Regions from separate parts of the Gossypium hirsutum genome. Here region 1 is linked to region 2. The links are chromatin contacts, called in public Hi-C maps. All regions are on one chromosome and are shown on one strand. The core of a region is the stretch at or near the end of the contact, and the rest is flanking DNA. Distances in the headings are between cores, read along the strand shown. Region 1 holds the start of LOC107945318 (glucan endo-1,3-beta-glucosidase 6). Region 2 holds the start of LOC107952716 (nuclear pore complex protein NUP214).

Region 1 (5,584 bases), core at 636-3,135, 320 kb before region 2:
TGTGCACTAGTTCGATTTGTTTGAGTCCACACTCAAAGCAATTGGAGGTTCGAGAATAGTGGAAATGATCAATTGGTTGAAAGCCAAAAAATGACCTAGACTACATTATGCTCTTATTTAAAAATTTGAAAGAGATTATAAGTAATTCTAGACATTGTATCAAAAAACAAATAAAATTTATTTCATATCCACATGATAAACAACTCTCTAAATCTTACCTATTTAATCATACTCTAATTCAATCAATTGGTAGGCATATTTCATTTAATCCATAATTTATTTATAACATAACTTGACAAAAGTCAACTACTTCCTTTCAAATCTACAATCTTTTCGTTGCCTTTGTTTCCTCTTCAATAACTACATACTCAAATTAAGACTACATTAATGATTTGAGAAGAAGCCATTGCTTCTTTACCTTTCTAACCTTTTAAAATTTTCAAAGATTGGAACTAAGCTTATAAAAGTGTAGACCATAGTGGTTTTTAAAGATTTAAGGTGGGAGGTGAAGAAAGAGATGAAAATGGTTTTGTAAAGGAATTTTCAGGTTCCTCATTTTCTTCTTAAAAATCCAATTCCATGGCACCTATAGCTCAGCTTTGCCAGTCAAGATCATGAGACTTGATCAAAGGGCCCTCATTTAACCTATCTTATTTCTCATTTCTCTCAAATTGTTAAACTCCCCGTCTTTATGTCCTTTCACATTTTACCAAATTTTAGAAATTGGGAAATTATTCCATCAAATCCTACTTGTCACCCAAATTACAAATTTAAGATAAAATTATACTTCATCTCATTTAATACCCTTTTTAGTGTTCAACTATCCCTACCAATATTTTTTAATTATTCTAAATCTTTTCTCTTCAAAACTTTTACATAGTCAAGTTAGTTAATTTAAATAATCATAATTAATTAATTATAAATAATTTAGATATGAAACATTAAATATATATTTTTTAAATCTTTGCATTTTGGTTGAAGAGTCATGAAAAATAACTAATATTCCACGAAAATAAAATAAAAAATTAGGAAAGAACAAAGATTAATAGAGAATGTAACTCTTGTTGTTGTATTCTCGTTCACTTGAATCACAAATTTATTATACAAATGTTGAGGTACAAATAATGATAAAGTTTACAAAATCAAAGACAAATAAGAGATAAATGAATACATAATGATAAATAGAAAAGATAAATAAAATATTTATCTTAAAAAAATAATAAAAATTTATCTCCCAATATGTTTATCTACAATAATAAATAATTTATAATTAAAAAAATTATCGAGTATAGAGTAAATTTAAAATTTATGGTCAATATATACCCTTTTATTGAACTCATAAAAAGTGAATAATTAATTACTAAATTAGTTTTAATGAATACTTTAAAAAACTTAAAAAAATTAAAATATTTTAAATATTAAAAAGAATAATTATATCAACTACTTCAATAAAAAATAATTAAATAATTAAAAGAAATCCAAAAAGAAATCAAATTCAAATGTACTGGCTACACAACTAAGCTTGACGAAACTATGGTTTGGGTAGCAGTAGCATAAACCAAACTCAGAAGATGAAGCAATGATTGATGAGTGCAAGCAATGCAGAGCAGGTAATAAAAACCTGAGATTTTGACCGTCAAATTGGAGAGGGCCGGATAAGAGCGAAGGCTCCATTAGCTGTAGAATGGCCCAATCCCAGCTTCAAGATCTTAACACTAACTTATAACTGCCGATCGCCATTCCGCACTTTACTCTCTCATCAGTTATCAAATAGACAAACGACATCATGTCTCCGTCAAACCAGAGCAGTTTTGTTGTATTATTTATAGCTTCCCATGGGCCCCCTTCCTATTTTATTTTGGTTTGCTTTTCGGATTTCGTGCTTGTCTACACATTTCGCACGTCACGTAGGTTCCCACCCTGGTTCTATCCTTACATTTCCCTTCCTTTCCTGTCTTTTTCCTTTTCTTTCCTCACTTACTTTGCTTTGCTTTCTCTCTCACTGATTCCTCAACTTCTTCTTACTCAAGTTGCTGCAACGGTGGATTCTTAACTTGCCCAAGTCCGCATTGCCTCTTCCTTTTTAAACTCACTTATTCTTTTTCATTTTTTTCTGATTTTATTTGTACCGCTGAATCTGGGTTTCACTCTGACTACTACTGGTGTTTCTTTTCCTTTTCTTTAAACCCCTCACATCCATTCCTTACTAACTTTTTCCATTTTCTAAAAATCTCTGCTAGTATTGTATTCTCTTCAAAGTACTACAGTGCAAAGATATGTTCTTGAATAAGCTACTAGTAGATTTCAATTTTCACTGTTACGTTATTTCCCTGGTTTTTTTATGGGTTTCTGAGTTCAAGCTTGTTGCTCGGTTTTTCTGCTAATTACACTATTCGCTCCCTCGTAGGCTTGAACTTCTGGTTTTTGCTAGATTTGCTTCCTCAGTTCCATTTAATCTCCCAGTGTTAGCCGTTAAGCTTGGAACAAAGGAAGCCTAAACTAGGTAGGAAAAATATGGGGTGTATTACAGTTACTATCGGGATTGTATGTTTGTTTACCTTGTTGTGGAGTGTGAACGGAATTGGTGTGAACTGGGGAACACAGACATCCCACCCTCTGCCCCCAGACACAGTAGTAAGGATGCTGAGAGAGAATGGGATTCAAAAAGTGAAGCTTTTTGATGCAGATTATGGTATACTTAAGGCTCTAGGTAAGACTGGGATTGAGGTCATGGTGGGTATCCCAAATGACATGCTCGCTTCTGTGGGTGGCAGCATGAAGGCTGCTGAGAAATGGGTTGCCAAAAATGTCTCCGAACATATCTCCTCCAATAATGTCAACATCAGGTCAGCTTTCTTTCTTTTTCTCTTCAATTAGATTCACTTCCTATCATTGTTCTTATATAATTGTTGAGATCCTTCTTGCCTAATTGTTTTTCTGTTACTAGAATCTAGAGCTGAAGCTTCAGTAATTTAATTGTGGTGGTCTTTTGAATTTAACAACCATTTCTTATACTAAAGTGTCCTTTTGATTCCAATAATCTGATTTCACTTCACGTATCAATTTACTCTGTATTATTTGATGTGTTGCTGTTGAAATCAAGGGAGGATTCCTAATTAATTTTGCATAAAAAGATGTCAATTCTCCCTAGAGATTGTGAAAGTTCTACTAATGAAATTGAAAGTAATCGTCCTTTATGTTATGGTAGTTTAGGTCTAAAAAAGGGTAAATTGTTAGGCTAATCCTTGTTGTGCATCGTTCTAAGTGTGAGCTAGGCTTCTAGCTTTTGCAACGTAGTAGTTTAGGTGTAAAAGTGGCAAATGGAAACTATTGCACTGGTCTTTTAAAGAGAGAGAAGGGAGGGCTGAAAAGATTTTAGTGTTCGGGTGCAAGAGGATATCTTGCTGAGGTTGCGACTAGAGAGAGGGGTGGAATGGCTATTGACCGATGTGTATATGATACAGAAAGGATTGATATATAAAGTGTGTGTAAGGAAAGTTTCTTTAGAAACGGAGACAGGAAACTGGAATAGTCATGGGAAAACCCCAGCATGATCAGTGGAAAACCTTGTTTTACATGATCTCACGCTCCCTAAACCAATTCTTTAAATAGATAACAGTTTGGTACTTTTCTCTCGAGGACTTGTATTTAGTTATGTGCTACCAAGCTTCTATGATCCAATTCAAATATGCTATAATACTAGCTTTTCTCTAACTAGCCGCTTCCATGGTCAGCTATTCCGCCCTCCCTCCTGTCTACCCTTTCTCTTTTGCTTTCTGGATTGCTTGTATATTATGGATTTCTATGTCACCGCATCTATGCTATCCAAATATTAATTTGGATTAAATAATGGCTTCTGTTACAATGTACATCTAAAATTTGTTCATGAGTTGGAATAATTTATTAATAAATTAACCAAAACTAGAAGGATATAGTCTGAGACTTACATGGTTAAAACATCCTTAAAAGGCTTGTTCCCCTCTGGAACATGGTCAATCACCTTTAGGCATGACTAGTTAGTGAAGCCATGTTTAATATGTAATTCAAATTCTGGCTGGTTTTGATTTGGAGGCATTGATCTTTTCATCTCCTGTGGTTAAAATATTCTAAGCTTGATATGCGTCTATCACTGTGATTATCCTGCAAATGTGCTTGTAACTTCATATTTGCTTCTCAACTTTTGCAATGACTTGTTTAAGTATACATCGACTTGTTGTTCTTAAAAATCTTTAGCCTTATTGTATGTGTGGCAGGGCATTTGGCTGGGAAATTTGGTTTGGATGTTGCAAGTATAATAACTATCCTCTTGTTAACCACATAAATATCCTTTTTTGAATATCTCTTAAGATGTATATGACTACTGGCCTGCATGTCTAAAGATGTTGGACTGTTAAATTTTGGCGCGTACTCTAGGATTGCCAAGTTTCATTCTCTAATTTTCATGGCATTCTTTACAGATATGTTGCTGTTGGTAATGAACCTTTCTTGGAGACATATAATGGAAGCTATCTTCATATAACCCTCCCTGCTCTTAGTAATATCCAGTCTGCCCTGATCAAAGCTGGGATTGGCAGCCAAGTAAAGGTTACTGTTCCTCTCAATGCTGATGTTTATGCAAGTTCAAATACCTATCCGTCTGGTGGTGATTTCCGTACTGATATCTTTGACCCCATGCTTAAAATTGTCAAGTTCTTGAATGATAGTAATTCTCCCTTCACGGTGAACATCTATCCTTTTATTAGCCTCTATACTGATTCCAATTTCCCAGTTGAGTATGCATTCTTTGATGGCAACGCGACGCCTCTAAATGATGGTGGGACATTATATTACAACATGTTTGATGCTAATCTTGATACTCTTGCACATGCATTACAAAAGAATGGATTTGGAAATCTGCCTATTATAGTTGGGGAGATTGGGTGGCCCACTGATGGAGACCGAAATGCTAACATAGAATATGCTCGACGATTCAATCAAGGTTTTATGTCTCATATTTCTGGTGGGAAAGGAACCCCAATGAGACCCATACCGATAGATGCGTATTTATTTAGCTTGATTGATGAGGATGAAAAGAGCATTGATCCAGGGAATTTTGAGCGCCACTGGGGTATTTTTTATTTTGATGGACAGGTTAAATACCCTCTCAACCTTGGAACTACAAACAGTGGAGCATTAATTCCTGCAAAAGGTGTACAGTACTTGGAGAGGAAGTGGTGTGTGATGAAGCTTTCAGCCCCACTTGATGACCCACAAGTGGCACAAAGTGTGAGCTATGCATGTGGCCGTGCTGACTGCACTAGCCTCGGTTATGGGACATCTTGTGGAAACCTAGATGCTAGGGGAAACATTTCTTATGCCTTTAACAGTTATTTTCAGAAGAATAACCAGCTTGAAGACGCCTGCAAATTTCCAAATGTTTCAGTTATAACGAAAACGGATCCCACCCCTACGGTGGGAAATTGCAAATTTCCAATAATGATCCAGCCCTATTATGAATCTGCAGGACGGAGGTTTGGGTGTGGCCAGATGCCATTGCCTTTGGTTTCTGTTCTTCTCCTCCTATTGCTAACGGTTGTACAACTCT
Region 2 (5,430 bases), core at 383-2,882:
ACGGCGGAGGATGTGAAAATAGAGGAATTTGCAATAAGGGTCATTAGTGCTAGAGGTTGTTGGCTAAGACTATACCCAATGCTTGGAAAATTTGGTGAGGACTAGAAAAAATAGATATTAATTTATTTATAATTGTGTATGTATTTTTTTTAAAACATCTATATATTTTTATAGAAAAAATGAACTTTTAAATATATATTTTATTTTTTAAAATTTTAAAATTTTAAGAATCAAAATTAAATTGCCAGAATTTGTAAAGTTGATTGTTAAATTTGTTAAATTTTTAGAAATTGGATAAAATTAGTAGCATCTGTAAACATTGGAGGGCTAGTATTGTTATTATGCCAATAAAAAAGCTTTTATTAGTTATTTAATAGATGAGTGACCAAAATATAAAATTTTAAACTTTATTAACCAAAATAGAAACACATTAATAGTTGATTGGCTATTTTTATAATTTACTAAAAAAATTAATATATATTTTTTGATATAACGTCTAAAATTATCATAATACCTTTCCAACCCTTAATTAGAAGGATAAATGCATTTCAACAAGCTCGAATACACATACTCTCACATTAACAATAATGTCGATACTAATCAATCTAAAATATTTAAATTATATTTTAAACCATAATGAATTTAAATAATCCTGAAAAAGTTGAAAGCATATTTTAGTTGTAAACCCAGCCCCACTTGTCCCAATAAAAAATTGTCTCAATAAAAAATTACTTTAAAGACAAAAGGTTAATATGTAATTTGCCTTTAAACTTATCAAAAAGTATTTGATTATTACTTGAACCTTTTTTTGTTCTAGTTGATACATGAACTTGTATTTTATCACCCATATTGGTACCTTTAAATTAATACCGCTAGTTTGTGGATGAGGAATTAATGACCAATCCTATAATGATACATGGTGGATATAAATTAAAACAATAAAAAAATCTTTTAAAAGATATAAACTAATTTTAAAAAGTATAATATTTGGACAAGTTTAGGTACAACTAGGTGTTTTTTGGACAAGTTCAAGTACCAACTATGTACTTTTGGACAAAGCTTAGGGTAGGGTGAGCAAAACTTAATTCAACTCGAAAAACTAAAAAAAAAAACTTTAAATTTAGCATTAAACGAATCGAGTTATTCGAATTTATCAAATAATTTTAGTCAACTCGAATTTTTTTGAATCGAGTTTGATTTTCGAATTCGAATAATTTGAATAAACTAAATATTGAACTGTAATATTTTACATTTTTACCTCAAATTACCAAACTTCTTCTCTAAAACTTTTACTCCTCCCCTATCCCACATCCCTTCTACCTCAAACTCATTTCCCCCCAAATTTTTTAAATATTTTCCCTCTAAAATTTTACTTTCTCTATTTACATTTCCCAAAAATTTTACTCTTTTATCCCTCAAAACTTTTTATTTTCCTCCTAAATTTTTATTTCTCACCTTTTACCTCCAAATTAAAAATAAAAACCTACCAAAAAAAATCTCTAAACCTAAATAGTAATAATTTTATATATATACTATTTATATTATTAAATTAAATTTCACATTTTGGATTATTTATATTATTAAATTAAATCTCTAAACCTAATGCAAACCGCCACTATTGAACCCAAAGAAAAGGCAATGAAGCCTGCCACTGTCTTCAGTTTAGTGAAAAAAGGTTAGCCCATCAAATAATCTCCGGCTGGAGAAAAAATACCAGTCGGAAAGCCCATTTACAGTATCCTCTTTCTCATATTACTATTAGACGGGGAAGTTTTGCCGCCGAGGGTGTCTTACTAGCGTTAGGGTTTTGTTGAACTGATCGGATAGATTGATTAATGTCAGAGAAGTTGAACAATTGAATACTGGACATGAGCAGCCGGCTTGAAATTTGTGAAGAGAATGAAGGGGAGCATGTCGAAACCCAGGATTTCTTCTTCGAGAAAATCGGCGAACCCGTTCCTGTCAAATCTCAACCGGATTCCCAGTTCGATCTCCGAAGTCCTCCTTCTCAGCCCCTTGTCCTCTCCCAACGTTTCCAACTCCTGTTTCTAGCTCATTCTTCTGGGGGTTCTCTTTCTTGCCTTTTTGCTTTTTAACATCTTTCTTTGTATTTCTGCTCTTTTAAGCTGGTAATATAAACTAAACCGAATGTTTTAGGGTTCTTGGTGGCGAGGACCAAGGATGTGATTGATTTAGCCAAGGACATTAGGGAAAAAGCCTCCTCTTCAAGTATTGAAGATCTGAGTTTGGTGGAAGTTCCCATTGGCAAGGTTCACATTCTTGCTCTTTCCACCATCGACGACACCAGACTTGCAGTTTCTGTGGCAGCTGATATTCATTTCTTCAGTGTCAGCTCCCTTCTTAATAAGGTACTCTTACTGTAGCACCTGATATTCATTTCTTCTGTCAGCTCCCTTCTTAATAAGTTACTCTTTCATTAAGAGGCTGTTTCTAATATGACATCTTGTTCATGCATGACTCTGCCTGTATGTAGGACATAAAGCCATGTTTCTCCACTTCGCTCCCTCAGTCAAGCTTTGTCAAGGATATTCGTTGGAGAAAGAAGAAGGATAACTCTTTCCTAGTTCTTTCAGATGATAGAAAGCTATATCATGGAACTCTTGCACATCCTCTTAAGCATGTGATGGATAATGTTGATGCTGGTATCTCAGAACATCTATCTTTCAATTATAAATCGTCACTAAAACATCACAGTGATTGGCTTTTTTTTTTCCTTATTTTCTAGTAAAATACAGAGGTCCTTGTATGCTTCTCTAATTTGTTTACGTTTGCCCTTCCTTTTCTTGACCTTTCTATGTTTTGTGGTAGTTGCACCTGGCTTGTTATGTATTAACATTGTTTGAATAGTATCTTATGAAAGATTGCTATTTCATCAACTAACCATCTTGCTTCCTCTTTCACCCCTCCCTGATTGAAAATTTTGTGTTCTAAGATCTAACAATATTTATTTTGTTTTCTTAGTTGAATGGAGTGCAAAAGGTGCTTTTGTTGCCGTGGCCAAAGATAATAGCCTTTGTATTTTGTCATCCAAATTCAATGAAAAATTATGCGTAGCTCTTTCATTCAAGTCTTGGGTTGGTGATTCCAACGATGATTGCACTGTAAAAGGTGGGGTATCTATCAAATTGCTTGTAGATTTTTATCTTGCATTTGCTTTTTGATTTTTCTTACATGTTAGTCATGGATTACTCCTGTTTGTAATTTTATGCATCTTGATGATTATATTAGAAGTTACATTCTCTTCTTTGTCAAAAAAGTTAAGATTTCCTTTTTCCTTTTATTTTATCAAAAGTGAACTAAGATAAAATCTTGGACAGCTCTTTGTGGAGTCCATGCTATGGTTTTAATGCTTGATGGCATTGATTTGCATGGTGAATGCTATTGTGTTTGTACAAGTGTTTTGAAGTGCTTAACAGTATTTGTTAAAACATTTGGAGCTTAAATTCATTGTTCTGATTAAAAATTTATAATTGAGATATCACTATCATTCCAGGTTAATGTTTTCGTTCTGGTAGCTACAGTAGTTAAAGTGCATTTGATATGATTAAAACTTGCTTAAAATCATATCCTAATATATATATGGTTTTTCTTTTTTTACAAATTTTTTGCGTTCTTAACATTTGAAACTGAACAGTTCTTTTGTGAATAATTTTGTCAGTGGATACCATCAGATGGATTCATCCTGATTGCATTATTCTTGGATGCTTTCAGTTTACCAGAGATGCGAAAGAAGAAAATTACCTCGTCCAAGTAGTCAAAAGCAAGTCAGGCAAAATCACAGATGTTAGTATTAGTTCAATAGTAAATTGATAATTTTCTTTTGAATTTGTTTGCAATAAGTTTTAGTTTATCAACTTTATTGTTTGTTGCAATTAGTATGATGATTAACGATCAGAGAGGCTAGTTTGGAGTCAACTGCTATTTGAATAGTAATGTCTGCATTTCATTTGTCTTTAGAGTTGCATACCTAAATTATATAGGTTGCTTTGGCACCAGCTTTTGGGCTTACCCTTCTGGTACTATTCTTTTCTTGTTCTTGATTGCATCTTCTTTAATTCATTTTGTTCTAGTATTGTCCCTTCGTTCACTAAACCCTTATCCTTTTGTTATAATCCTGAAATGGCTTTGCTATTGAGCGAAGATCCAAATTTCTAAAAGACATAAACAGCAATAGCAATTGTTAAAAAAATTAGTCACTTTTGCTTATTATCCCTCTCATGCATCTGCCACAACCTAGATAAATTGATATCAGTGTTATAGTGGATTGGGTCTGGGTTAAGAGGACGTAGAGCCAGCTCATGTTTGGGGCGGGCAAAAATTTGCCTTGTTTTGCCAATTTTCATAGTGTAATCTTTGCATTTAGTTTGCTTTTGGAGTTTTAACTTATTATAGATGGAGAATGTGGGAATACTATAATGGACTTTTACATTTGTGATTATTAGCATGATAGCATCATTAGCATTTGGCTTTTCCTACTGTTATTAGTACTTAAAGTTTCCGTGAAAAAGTGCCCGAAAAAGTATCTCTTTAATCACCATGACCATAGGCTAATGTATTTGCTTAATTGCACTTCGTTCAAAACAAAATGAACATAAGTGTTCTACCACTTGAAGGAGATGATCTTGGGATTCCTACCTTTAATGGGATCATGATCTTTACGAATGCTAATTATTTCTGGCAATGCTCAGTTCTTGATGTGGTTTACTAATTAATTAATAGGGCTTATACCATTATATTCCAGAAATGTCTTAGCACATGATTATTTGGCTAAGTTGGTTGGTGCATGATTCCTTGTTCTGTGAGTCCTGTTTGAATCCCCTTACCTAAATAAAAAATGTTTTTACATTGGCCTGTAGACAGCTTATTACAGTCCCTGGTTATGAACCTTTGAGGATGCAAATGCCATATTCAGTCTCTCTTTGTAATGCAATTGTTGTTATACATTAAACTTTTATCAAATTTATTGCAGGCTACTTCCAATTTGGTTGTTCTATCCTTTAGTGATTTGTTTGCTGGTCTAATTGATGATATTGTGCCCTTTGGAACCGGCCCTTACTTATACTTGAGTTATTTGGAACAAAGGTAATGTGATGTAGTTTCATACTCTTGCACTTTTTAACTCCTTGTTGTCATGTGTGTTGCAGGTGAATGCTTGTAGTCTTATTTTATTTAAACTATAATTATATATATAAATTTTTGATACGTCTACAATTAGAAATATGAGTAAAGAATCCTAAGTCAAGTAAAACGTTTTTAATAAAATTGATGCAATAGTTCTTATTTATAGGTTAAATAAATCTTATTGTTTTTAATTTACTGTTTCAATTGAAAATTATAATTAATAAAATTATTAAGAGTGAATTTAGAAATAAATTGACTAATAATAATTTTTTTTCTCAATTTATATAC

What was found. Hi-C and Micro-C count contacts between places; a contact is called where the count stands out from the background.
Region 1: a contact with region 2 is called in a Hi-C map of leaf, with 4 times the contacts expected there. The contact joins the promoter of LOC107945318 here to the promoter of LOC107952716 in region 2. A contact is called at or near these places in 3 of 34 Hi-C or Micro-C datasets (callus and leaf).

The regions. Positions count from the first base shown.
Region 1 is chrA08:24,858,215-24,863,798 of Gossypium_hirsutum_v2.1, reverse strand. LOC107945318 (glucan endo-1,3-beta-glucosidase 6) reads left to right here and starts at 1,885. Exons shown (of 2, transcript XM_016879277.2): 1 at 1,885-2,846; 2 at 4,458-5,584. The coding sequence starts at 2,515.
Region 2 is chrA08:24,539,138-24,544,567 of Gossypium_hirsutum_v2.1, reverse strand. LOC107952716 (nuclear pore complex protein NUP214) reads left to right here and starts at 1,632. Exons shown (of 18, transcript XM_041075940.1): 1 at 1,632-2,067; 2 at 2,158-2,369; 3 at 2,495-2,663; 4 at 2,983-3,129; 5 at 3,680-3,804; 6 at 4,991-5,103. The coding sequence starts at 1,869.